Linked DNA regions of Gossypium hirsutum: region 1 is linked to region 2. Evidence: chromatin contacts called from public Hi-C data. All regions are on one chromosome and are shown on one strand. The core of a region is the stretch at or near the end of the contact, and the rest is flanking DNA. Distances in the headings are between cores, read along the strand shown. Region 1 holds the start of LOC107894373 (putative multidrug resistance protein). Region 2 holds the start of LOC107895192 (protein translation factor SUI1 homolog 2).

Region 1 (6,515 bases), core at 1,701-4,200, 130 kb before region 2:
TATTTTTATTTAATTTATTAAATTATTTAAAAAATTTTATTTAAATCCTGTTAAGATTTTTTTTAAAATCTAGAGAGTGACAATTTGAGGATCGATATAGTAAATTATATTTTAGATCTAAATTAATCTGATGGCTAGTGTCAAAGATTGAAGAAAATATTTAATGAAAAAATTGAACTGTAGAAAAGATTGGAAAGAAGAACTTTCGATTAGTGCAAGTAATGTAAACAAAAAAAATCATATGATAATGATTTTAACATCTTATAATTTAAATAAAAACTTTTAAATAGTTTAATAATCATTTTATAATTTTTTAAGTAACCCAAAACATAAACTTACTAATATTTTAATGGTTTTAGATGCAATTTATCCTAAAATAAAAGTTCAACATATAAAATTTAAATTAGAATCTAAATTTACCACTTCAACATTTAATTAATTTTTTAAAATTTAAAATTTCAAAAAATTATAAAATAATATTTTTAAAATTTAATTAAATGCAGACTTATCATCTATATGGTAATTCATATGTGTTGGGTAATTTAACAAAAAAATACAAGTACTAAGAAAGACAAAAAAAAAGGTAGAGCTAAAATAAAATTTTTTATAAAGTTAAATCGCTACAAATATTATTATGCCTTTAAAATGTTATAATTGAATTATCGAAATTTACTCACTTTTTAATTTACATTTAGGTTTAAGTTATATTTTAGTTTAAATTATATTTCGATCACTAAATTTTAAAAAATTATGATATGATAATTAATGTTATCGGTTTGTTACATTTTAGTTATTGAGCCATTAAATTCATATTGAAAGTGTAACTTCAAGTCAACTAATACAATTAATTCCTATACTTTTTTCTGAGTAATTTAAATTTTTTATACAATATTAGAGATAAAGATACATTTTTTTTTCTTTTAGCTTTCACTAATGATGGTATAATATTCCATAATTATCATAAATATATATTTTTTGTCTTCTCCATGTTGGTTTTAAGTCTATATTTAGGATTTATGAATCAACCTAACTGCCTTATAAAAGTTTTAGTATAATTAAATTTAAATAAAAAAATTAACTAAATTTATTGGAAATAAAAAGAAATTATCCAAACTGCAGCGGATATTTTGCAAATATCTTCTGTAGCAAACCGCAATTGGCCTATACAGTATTTAACATCCTTATCTTCTTCACTGCAGTCTGGTTTTACAAAATTCTGCCATGGCTTCCACTCTGCTTCACTTCCTTTCTCCCCCAAACCTTCTCCATAACCATACATCAAACCTCTCATCAATCTCCAATAACCCATCAAAAACATTACATTTCCCCATCAAATGCACTTCCCCAACCTCAGAATCATCTCAATCGGATTTCCCATCTCCAATTTCCCACGAAACCACCACAAGTCCAGAAAGTTTCCCCATCGAGAAACGAAGAAGATCGGAAATCGTCCGAGAAAGAAGGCCGAGACCCGACATCGTAAAACCGGAACCGCCGAATTTCGAGGTGGGATGGAGGAGGACAAAGGAGATTAACTTGGAGAAACCCAAAGGGTACGTGATAATGGATTTTTTGGAGAAGCTGGAAGGGTTGATGGGGAGAGAGTTTGGGTCGACGGAACTGTTGGCGAAAGCAGGGGAAATCGTGGCGGAAAGAGCGAGGGAAGAAGCGGAGGTGTTGAGGGATGAAGGGGAAGTAGAAGATAGGATGGTGACGGAGTTTTTTAGGGTATTGAAGTTGATGGAAATGGATTTGGCTATGGTGAAAGCTGCTGTGAAAGATGAGACCTTGAGTGAGAGGCTTGAACAAGCTAAAGCTAGGTGCAGGCAGGCCATTCTTGTGGCTAATTCTTTTTGAATTTTAGGTATTGAAACGATGTCGTGTATGTTATTGGATTTCATCATGAGAAAATTGAATGATATAAAGCTGCATATACCACTCTTTGCCTTTCAGCTCTCACGGTAATGTTTATGTGCATATCTCATGCATGCCATGCCTAATTTGATTAACATAAATAAAAGTATTAGTATTATTATTATTTATTTATTTTTTATACATTCGAGGGTTTACAAGAACACAAACAACGTAGGGACTGGTGACAAAGAAGCATCTTCTGTGAACACTGGAAGTCACTGAGAGCATATCTCAAATTTCAGTGTGGGGAATCAATCTCTCATTTTCAATTGGCATGTATGTCATCAATGGCTGCTAACTTAACAGATGAATAAAACAAAGAATAGAGGCAATCAATGGTTGAAGTTTTAACCGCACACCCATTTTTGGTGTTATGAGATGTCCTCTTCCGGAAGCAATTAGGAACTTGGGTTGATGTGAGATTTTGATATCCAGTTTTATATATTTTAAAAACTATATACCCCGTGTTCAATTCTCAATGGCCTGCCTCTTTAAAAATAATAACATACGAAAGCATCAACGAGGGTGAAACATTCAATGTCCTTGTAACGTACACATTGGGCTATTTCAAGGCTTCACCAATGCTCCCACGAAGAAGACAATGGAAAGATGCGAACAAATTGCTCAACTTATAATCTAAATCTTTTGTTTTTACTACTTTGGATCCAAGTTTCCAAAGGCATCAAACGTGAAAACAAAGGCTAATCTTCAGAATTATAAAAATACCTGTGGCTGGCCAATCATCACGAAGCTCTATCACACGTCCCAGATTTGCTGTGTTTTTATTATTATTTAGATTTATCATTAGCCACTTGGATGGCTGGATTCATTGAAACCAACATTCATTCTGCTGTCCAAAGATGCCCAAAGCCGGCCAATTTAAAAACAAATTAATCAAATTCCATATGTCATTGGCGTAAAAACTGTAATAGAGCAAGACAATAAGCTAGATTCTGCCTGCAAATAGATTGTGGATAACTGTACATATGGTCCAGTATATAAAACTCCTTTAAGCTTCCATTAGAGCTGATGAAAGTAAACAAAAATCAAAAGATAGTGTCCCATTTCTACTGAAAGGAAACATCAGAAAAATGGTTTCCAAAGATGGCATGTTTCGATATGCTGACAATGTCGACAAGCTGTTAATGTTTTTCGGAACTTTGGGTAGTATCGGAGATGGATTGCAGTACCCTCTTACAATGCTTGTTCTTAGCAAAGTGATCAATGAGTATGGAGATCCCAATGCCAAATTGTCTAATGATACTGTAGATAAGGTATGTGCCACTAGCCTGTATGAAAATCTGGTTAACCGAAGCCCAGTTAATTGCCTTCGGACCAATTTGAGTTAATATAAAAGATAGTTGATGAAATAACTGTACCAGATCATTTCGATTTTCTGCAGTATGCACTTAGGCTGCTCTATGTTGCGATCGTAGTTGGACTTTCGGCATTTGTCGGTAAGTTGCAACTATCATTTTTGCATTTGACTGATAAATATTGGACATTAATTTCCGCTTTGCTTCCTTGGGATGCCATTTTATACATATACAGAAGGGGTTTGTTGGACACGAACCGCAGAGAGACAAACTTCCCGAATAAGGACAAAATACTTAAAATCTGTCCTTAGACAGGAAGTTGGTTTCTTTGACACTCAGGAGACTGGTATCTCCACGACCTTCCAAGTCGTGTCAACGATATCTGCAGATGCCAATGCAATCCAAGTTGCAATATGTGATAAGGTTAAGAATCAACTAGCATTCTTGCATACAAAAAATGATTCAATATGCTGTTTCTAACATTGTTTCTTCTTTTTTCGGCATGTAGATACCGAATTGCCTTGCATTTCTTTCAACCTTCTTCTTCTGCCTCGTTGTTTCCTTCATACTTTCATGGAGAATTACATTAGCAGCGATTCCATTGACGTTGTTCTTCATTGTTCCTGGGCTGGTATTTGGGAAACTGATGATGGATGTGATAATGAAAATGATTGAATCTTATGGTGTTGCAGGTGGGATTGCAGAACAAGCAATTTCCTCCATAAGAACTGTATATTCATATGTAGCTGAGAATCAAACAATAGAAAAATTCAGCCATGCACTTGAAAGGACCTTGGAATTGGGAGTAAACCAAGGTTTTGCAAAGGGATTGTTGATGGGAAGTATGGGAAGCATTTATGTAGGATGGGCTTTTCAAGCATGGGTTGGGACTTATTTGGTCACTGAGAAAGGCGAAAAAGGTGGTTCAGTTTTTGCAGCCGGAATCAATGTCGTAATGGGAGGATTGTAAGTAACTTTCTTTATGTTGATGGACTACATCCTCTGATATATCCTAATTAAGCCTTTTAGTTAACTCATTATTTTTTTGGTTTGACATTGCAGGAGTGTGTTGGGTGCACTACCGAATTTAACTGGCATCACCGAGGCAACCGTTGCTGCTACTAGGATTTTCGAGATGGTTAACCGGGATCCTTCTATCGATGCAGACGATAGCAAAGGAAAGGCTTTGTCATATGTAAGAGGAGAGATTGAATTTAAGGACATATATTTTAGCTATCCATCAAGACCTGATTCACCTGTCTTGCAAGGTTTGAATCTTAGAATCCCAGCCGGAAAGTCTGTCGGTCTTGTTGGAGGCAGCGGTTCAGGCAAGTCCACAACCATTGCATTGCTTCAAAGGTTTTATGATCCTAATGATGGAGAAGTTCTTTTGGATGGATACAAAATAAGGAGACTTCAGTTGAAATGGTTGAGATCTCAAATGGGACTAGTTAGTCAAGAACCTGTACTCTTTGCAACATCCATAAAAGAAAATATACTGTTCGGGAAAGAAGAAGCATCGATGGAAGATGTAATAAGTGCAGCTAAAGTGGCCAATGCGCATGACTTCATTGTCAAATTACCGGAAGGATACGAAACTCATGTGAGCTAACTTCTAATCTGTCAACCAGGAAACTGTCTTTGAATTGTTATATTTGGTTATAACAAGAGAACTATGTGGATTGCAGGTTGGTCAGTTCGGGTTTCAGATGTCTGGTGGCCAGAAGCAGCGAATTGCCATAGCTAGGGCTTTGATCCGGGACCCTAGAATCTTGCTTTTGGATGAAGCTACAAGTGCACTAGATGCACAAGCTGAAAGGATAGTGCAAGAGGCGATCGACAAGGCATCCAAAGGGAGGACATCGATCATCATTGCTCACCGCCTGATGACAATAAGAAATGCAAATCTTATTGTGGTTCTACAAGATGGTAGAGTGATTGAATCAGGGTCCCATAATGAACTAATGCAAATGAATGATGGAGAAGGCGGAGAATACCACCGGATGGTAGAGTTGCAGAAAATGGCATTGCAAAATGAAGTTTCTGATGACTCAAGTTACAAAACCGAAGGAAGATATCACCACAGGGTGAATGTTGCACAAAGTCCGATGAGCTATAGATCGAGTGCTGCGAGCACGCCAGCATTGAGCCCTTTTAGCCCTGCTCTATCAGTGGGAACACCCTATTCCTACACTATCCAATATGATCCCGATGATGACAGTATTGACGAAAACTTCAAGCAAGTATCTCATCCTACTCCATCACAATGGCGTCTGTTAAAAATGAATGCGCCGGAATGGGGAAGAGCCTTGGTTGGAAGTGTGGCTGCAATTGGCTCTGGAGCAGTTCAACCTATAAATGCATACTGTGTTGGCTTACTTATATCGATTTACTTCCGTGGAAACAAATCCGAAATCAAGTCGAAATCCAGAACTTTGTCATTCGTTTTCTTAGGCATAGCTGCTCTTAACTTCACATCCAGTCTCCTCCAACACTACAATTTTGCTATCATGGGAGAGAAGTTAACGAAAAGGGTACGGGAGAAATTTCTGGAGAAGTTGATGACTTTTGAGGTCGGTTTTTTCGATGAAGAGGAGAACACAAGTGCAGCCATTTGCACAAGATTGGCTACTGAAGCCAGCATGGTTCGTTCCCTTGTTGGGGATCGAATGTCGTTGCTGGTTCAAGCCATTTTTGGGTCCATTTTTGCATACATAGTAGCACTTAAACTTAGCTGGAGGTTATCACTTGTGATGATCGCAGTTCAACCGTTAGTCGTCGGAAGCTTTTATGCAAGGAGCATGTTGATGAAGAGTATGTCTGGAAAGGCGCAAAAAGCACAGAAGGAAGGAAGCCAACTAGCAAGTGAAGCTGTTGTAAACCACAGAACTATCACTGCCTTTTCATCTCAGAAAAGAATATTGGGGCTCTTCAAAGACACGTTAAAGGGTCCAAAAGAGGAAAGTGTCCGACATTCGTGGCTTTCGGGTTTAGGCCTCTTTAGCTCTCAATTTTTCAACACAGCTTCTACAGCATTAGCTTACTGGTATGGTGGGAGACTATTGACACAAGGGTTAATAACATCAGAGCACCTTTTTCAAGCTTTCTTGGTGTTGCTATTCACTGCTTATGTCATTGCTGAAGCTGGAAGCATGACCAATGATTTATCGAAAGGAAATAGTGCCATTCGATCAGTTTTTGTAATCCTCGATAGGAAAACAGAGATCGATCCTAATCATTCATGGGCTCTAGAGGTTAAAAAGACGATTAAGGGACGAATAGAGC
Region 2 (7,088 bases), core at 1,713-4,212:
AAAAATGCCCCTTTTTTTGTTAATTACCGAAATGGTCCAACTTTTTTATTATTTACGGAAAAGAACCATTTTCCCGAAAAGCGCGTCCACGTCAGCGCGTAGTCAGGAGACGTGTCAACAAAACACGTCCCTAGAGGAGCATTTTGTCCACGTCAGCACAAATCGCACCCTCGTGGACGCACTTTACTGATGTGGTAAAAACACTCCCCCAAGGACGTGTTTTAGCCCTTGTTTAAATTTTCAAAAAGTCATTTTTTTAAATATTATAAAAATAGACCAAATTTTTGAAATTCTACAAGAATAAACCTTAAAAAAGGTTCAAAGTGATAACACCACTTTTTTTAATGTGTCACCAATTAATATGGAAACAAAACTTACAAAGCAAATCTTTATATAGATTCAAAGTCTCATTTCTCTTGTTTTCTTAAGAGATGTGAGAAATGAGATATGTGTATATATAGACTCATGAATAGGTTTGCAGCTTGTTCCTAAACAATGTGGGATTCCTTCCTCTTTTAACTAACAACATGAGATTAAAAGCTACACTATATTTTATATTTTTTTTACTTTGAGTTTAATTTTTTTTACAAAAAGTTAACATTTGTTATATTATAAATAAAAATTTTAAACTCTATAAGTAAAAAAATTATAAAATATAAAATAAGTATGGTAAAATATTAAAAAATAAATATTTAAAAAATTACTAATAGTTGAGTGATCATTTTGTAAGGTTTTATAATTCGATAGCTAAAAAATTATAGTTAAGTAACTACTAATGTAATTTAATCTAGATATAAAAATATGAAAAATAATTATTATATTTCTATAAAAAAACTTATTTAACATAATTATATACTATGTTTAAATAGATTATCAAAATACATCTAAAATAAATTTATCAGCATTTATTAGGTGATGAAAATTAAATTAAAATTAGAATTAAAAAAATTAATTAGTATAGTAAAATAATAAAAATAAGTAAATATTTTAAACAGATATATCAATTTTTTAAAATTACAAAAAAAATACTATTTGAGTGCCAAATATTCACCATTTATTTATTAATCAAACATTCATAATATAAAATAAAATTAAAAAATTAAAAATACAACTTCTAAATTTAAATAATGGAAAATTATTTTGAAAAATTAAAAGTACAACTTCGAACATTTAAAGTTGAATAGAAAATTATTGCATGTACAAGTTTCATATGTGCAATTTGTTCTCTTTTTTTAATAGTTCTTTTGTATATGTTAACAATTCTAAAATGCAACAAGAATAAATATCTCAAAAGATAACTTTATATTATGAGAAAATATTAACAAAATATAAATAAAATAAAAATTGCTTTGTAAAAAAATTATAAAATATAGTGTAACATTTAGTCTCATATTGTTAGTTGAAAGATGAAGGAATCCCACATTATTTAGAAACAAGCTGCAAACCTATTCATGAGTCTATATATACACATATCTTATATCCCACATTGCTTAAAAAAACAAAGGAAATAAAACTTTGAGTCTATATAAAGATTTGCTTTGTAAGTTTTGTTTCCATATTAATTGGTGACACCTTAAAAAAAGTGGTGTTATCACTTTAAACCTTTTTTAAGGTTTATTCTTGTAAAATTTCAAAAAAAAGTATTTTTATAATATTTAAAAAATAACTTTTTTAAAAAATTTAAACACAGGGTAAAACGCTTCCTTGGGGGAGCATTTTTGCCACATCAGCAAAGTGTGTCCATGAGGAAGTGATTTGTGTTGACGTGGACAAAATGCTCCCCCAAGGACGCGTTTTGCTGACATGCCCCTTGACTCTGCACTGACGTGGACGCGCTTTTGGGGAAAACGGTCATTTCCTGTAAATAATAAAAAAGTCGACAATTTCAGTAATTAACGAAAAAAGGGTTTTTTTAGTAAATTGCCCATTTTAAAAATTAAAATCAAATCAAACAACTCATCTTTAATAATTGTTTATGAAACCTAATTTTTTTTATTATATGTTCTTAAATCTTTTGTACTAAGCTAAAAGAAAAGAAAATTCATTTTAATTAATTAATTGATTTTATCTTCCATATTAAACAAAACCCATAATTATTTTCATCACTTATTTACCCAGAATTAATTGATTACTTAATTAAGGAATTTATTTATTTTTCGTTTAGTTTAGTATGGAATATTCAAGATTATATAATTAAAAAAATTATGTTTCATAGACAATTATTAAAAATAAGTTATTTGAGTTATTCCCTTAATGATAATTTGGAAATATAAAATAAAAATTTAAAATTTAGAAAGAGATTAAATTTTAATGCATTATTTTAGTTTCTATTACTTTTTCACTTTAATCCTTAATTTTTTTTACCTAAATCAAAACTTAGAATTTTTTTTCCATAACTAAAATGAAAGCGACTTAGAAGTTGAGTAACTAAAATGAAAATGCAAACATGATTTGACATGCACAGTTAACCTTCATTAAGAATTGAACACTTAGATGACTAAAATGAAAGCATACTAAAAATTAGTTGGCAAAATTGAAAATTTTTTTTCTGAAATGACTAAAATGGAAGTTTCTAAAAATTAAGTGACAAATTGAATAGTTTACCCTTTCTTATACAGTAAAAATTTTCAAATTAAAAGAAAGTGGAAAAAGGAGAAAAAAGAAAGAAGAATCTTAACAAATTTAAAGTTGGGCCTACGGATGTTAAAACTCTGCAGTCTGCATTTGTCAGTGTCTTTGGTGGGCTGACATTTGGAATCATGTTCCAACCTTATCCAAATTGAATCTAGTTCCCTCCTAAACCATGTCCAAACAACGACCACCACCACCTACACGTGCTGATTTTATGATTAATAAAACCACGCCGTTTTCAAATTTTCCCTTGACCGTGAAACTCACGCTCGATTTCATCAAACGCCACGTTTACATGTTTATCATAAAAAGGTTTTCCCAAGCGAGTACAGTTCCCTCATCATAATCTCACGATTACAGATTCCCATCACATTAAGTTGCGTGCAACTTCCGAAAATAAAAAAAAAACAAATCTTAAAAATTAATAAAATAATTGTGTAGCCCTTTCCTTATAATTTCCTCGCCTTTCTCAACGAAATAATTAAACTCCACCACCCCCTCAGACTCTATCTGGTTTTTAGGGCTTTTCTAACTTTTCTGATTATTTTTTGATAATCCAGAGTTCAATCATCTAAAAGAAGCCCTAAAATCTTTGAATCAGGTAAGTTTGCAGCTCTATTTTCTTCAATTGATTTCCCCCTTTCTTTTGTGGGTTAAACATCGTTTCTTTATAGGTCGTTGATTGAACTTAGGTTTTTCTGATCTTGGGTTTTGATTATATGATCAAAATTTATATTTATTTCTTTAAATGGCATGCTACTTGTATATAATTAATTTGGATTGAGAAAATTTATGTCTGAAGTGAAGGGTACAAAATTTAATGATTCATGGTGACTTTTTCTTTGTTTATTTTTGAGATACGTTGTTTAAATAGTGAATCTTTAGTTTTTTCATGTTTGGGCTTGTTTTTAATAAACTTGTTAGTTGATTCTTTGATGATATCTGTAATCAAGTTGCAGTATTTTGCATGGATTCAACAATTTGTCTTTTATTTTAATTCTATTTCGTATTCTACTTCTTGGAAGAAGTCAGAAGATCAAACTGTTAATTCGAAACTTAAAGACTTTAATCTTCTAGGCCGAATCTTGGTTATCGCGACCAAGTTTCCGTCTTGTTAGGTTTATATGGTTCTTGTGTTTTGTACAGCCTATGGTTTTGAATTTACAATTATTGTACAGCCTATTCTTGTTTATGCGAGATTTGTGAGGTTGTTGTTTATTGATTAATTAGTTGATGAGAAGCACTGAGATTCTCCACTATTTTTTGGTTGCCCAATTGAATCTTACTTTTTCTTTTTGTTTGGCGTGAAAACTGTTATTATTCTTGATAGGGGTTTATGTTGAATCTGATGATCTATTGATCTGCATTTTTCAGGTCTGAGCTTGTGGTTTGTTAGGCCTCTTTGATCAAACTAAGTTTCATGTCTGATCTTGACGTTCAAATTCCTACTGCCTTCGGTATGATTTCATCTTAACTTCCAAATATTTACCTTTGTCCTTGATCTGCCGCCTGTCCTTGTTAATAACGTGTGTATTTGTTGTGTTAGATCCCTTTGCTGATGCAAATGCTGAGGACTCAGGTGCGGGTGCAAAGGAGTATGTGCATATTCGTATTCAGCAGAGGAATGGTCGCAAAAGCCTGACAACTGTCCAGGGGTTGAAGAAAGAATTCAGCTATAACAAGATACTTAAAGACCTGAAGAAGGAGTTTTGCTGCAATGGGACCGTGGTCCAGGACCCTGAATTAGGACAGGTGTGTCCCGTAACCCCTTACCTTATATCTGTATCTGTTATTGGAACCCAATTGTTTAGTCTGTTATTTTGCGGTATGTATTTAGGTGATTCAACTTCAAGGTGACCAGCGTAAGAATGTATCAACCTTCCTTGTTCAGGTAATTCATAAGTGTGTTTTTGAAAGCTTCTCGTGTTTATGCAAAACGCGTGGTGGTAAAGTTGGAAATTTGCATTTTGTCTTTGGTTATTGATCAGGCTGGCATAGTGAAGAAGGAAAACATCAAAATCCACGGTTTCTAAGCCTGTGCTGTGGAAGCAGGAAATACTATCTATCTGATTAGGACATATCTAAGTTGGTTGGATGACAAAGTATGCATGTTGTGTTACATGTGCTTTCCAGTTCAGTGGATGATTATGATATGTTTGGAAGTTTGTTTGGCTATGTTGATTATATTAGACCTTTATATGTGTTGAAATATTCTGTGGTTTGGTGCTTATTTTGGCAATTAGTATGGGTGAAGAAAAATGAGATATAGTAATCAGAGAAGTAATTTGCCGAGCTGGATGTCTACAGTCACAAGCTTGATACTGGGATTTAGTATAATTTTTTTTTAGCTTTTTATGTGACTAGTAAAAAATGATAAAAGATTGGGTTTTTCAATTGGACATCATGATGTTTCATATTAATCCCAAGAATGATGCTATAATTAAATTAGTATCATTTGTTTTTTCATTAAAATGTTGTCTGGCGGATTTATGCAATAGAAAATGGTGAACCACGCAAAATCCAGTTTCTTAACATCCCCAACTTTATTCTATTTTTATCAAATTTAATATTATATTATATTTATAATAATTAATTTTTAATTTCTTTATAATTATATCACACCCAAAACTCGGAACTTCAAATTCTAGAATTTCGAGGCCTACTTGGATTCGGATCCTTAAATCCTGAGATTAAAATTAAAGGACAGGGTCTGTTTTCCAATGCAATATAAGATTAGAATTAAAGTACAATTTTTTAAAATATAATCAGTCCATAACTATATTTGGATCTGGCTCAGTAAAGCCACATATAAATGTATGGTAACAGTGGTAAGATTTCAGTCTCTTAGGAGCTATATTGCTGTTTCCAGCTTACATTTGGGTCAAGTGTCAAATTTATAGGAATATAATATCAATTAATATTTTCTTTTAAAAAAAATCAATATTTATATAAATATAGAATATTATGTAAAAAATAAAATACATAAACACTAGATCTAAATATGAGTGCCTCACTCAAATAACTTTTATATATATATATTATTAGAAGGTATTTTAATTTTTTATTTAAAAAATCAATAAGAATTTATATGCTGATGCTATTTATATTAATAAATCTTAAATTTTAATGTAGTATGTGCATTTTAATTGTATTATTTATATTTTATCACATCCATCAATTGTATATCCGTACTTATTATTTAATTCTTTTACTAAGTTGGTGTCTCAAGTCAATTGGACACCGACTTAATTAGGAAAATTACCAAAACGTCTTATAATTAAATAAGTTATATTATTTAAGGGTATTTTAATTTTTTTTATTTTTTAAAAAATTGCATGAGGTTGAATTTGAACTGATATTATTTTCTTTAATAAAATATTAATTTTATCTCAATTGGGAAAAGATGAAAATATCATCATCACATTACAAAATAATTTGTATTACTTTGAGGGTATTTTTTTATTACATTTATTTTATATGAAAAATAGAAAAATTCACATATATAGCAAAATTTAAACTCATGTCTCCTTAGCATTTCACTCACATTTATATCTTACCATCCAACTATATTATTTCTTATCAACTTTTTACAAATATATTTGTGATATAATTTTGTTTTTCACAAACATAGTGAATGTGCCATAATTTAAATTCTAATGTTGATTTTTTCTTCGATAACTTTTTACGTACTCTAAAAGTACTATACAATTGGAGTGCATTTATTATTATTAATCTAATGTATTTATATATTTGAATTTTTTACTCACAATTTAAACTAATCTTTTCATTTTAATTTCATACATATTGTGTTGGATATTTGAGTAGCGACGATAGAACCTGAGACTTGTGTGGAAATAAATAGTAAACTTCAAGGCATGAATGACACTTTCCAAAGAGAACTATTTGCCCTCACACAAAGTTACTAGAGGGTTAAGACCAAGGTTCTCTCGGAATACAATGATGTTTTGAATTTCCTTTGATTAGCAAAATCAAGGAATTTCCTAATTCTTACTCTATCTTCTGAAAATAAGATTGATAGTAATTGTATATTTTGTGAGCATCATAATGCTTCTATTTATATGCACTCAATGAATACAATTTGAAAAGCCACAACGCTTCATATTGGACATACTCCTTGGAAGAAACATGCCCTATGAAAATGTATTCATTGGATGATAAATCATCACTTTTAATTTGAATAGTGCTTATGAATAATTAAATTTGTAAGATGATAAATCATCACTTTTAATTTGAATAGTGCTCATATTAATTTACAATTTTTACTTATCATATTGCATATGTGTTATTATTAGTTTCAAACCATATATTTTATTATTTATTATATTTAATTTTTAAACACATCCTTGTATTCTATAGATGTGGAAACCACGCGCATGCAATTGTAAAAGAATTTCTAATATTGATAATGTTGTTGATTGAGTTGGAGTCATAAGTTA

What was found. A called contact is a pair of places that touch in the nucleus more often than the background predicts.
Region 1: a contact with region 2 is called in a Hi-C map of leaf, with 3 times the contacts expected there. The contact joins the promoter of LOC107894373 here to the promoter of LOC107895192 in region 2. A contact is called at or near these places in 17 of 34 Hi-C or Micro-C datasets (callus, fibers, hypocotyl and 2 more).

What each region holds. Positions count from the first base shown.
Region 1 is chrA13:95,597,797-95,604,311 of Gossypium_hirsutum_v2.1, reverse strand. LOC107894373 (putative multidrug resistance protein) reads left to right here and starts at 2,950. Exons shown (of 7, transcript XM_041085331.1): 1 at 2,950-3,188; 2 at 3,317-3,371; 3 at 3,466-3,653; 4 at 3,739-4,196; 5 at 4,293-4,833; 6 at 4,919-6,515. The coding sequence starts at 3,006. LOC107895195 reads left to right here and starts at 1,101. Exons shown (of 1, transcript XM_016820455.2): 1 at 1,101-1,952. The coding sequence starts at 1,222. The coding sequence ends at 1,857.
Region 2 is chrA13:95,462,781-95,469,868 of Gossypium_hirsutum_v2.1, reverse strand. LOC107895192 (protein translation factor SUI1 homolog 2) reads left to right here and starts at 2,962. Exons shown (of 5, transcript XM_016820452.2): 1 at 2,962-3,232; 2 at 4,006-4,088; 3 at 4,178-4,383; 4 at 4,469-4,522; 5 at 4,620-4,842. The coding sequence starts at 4,052. The coding sequence ends at 4,664.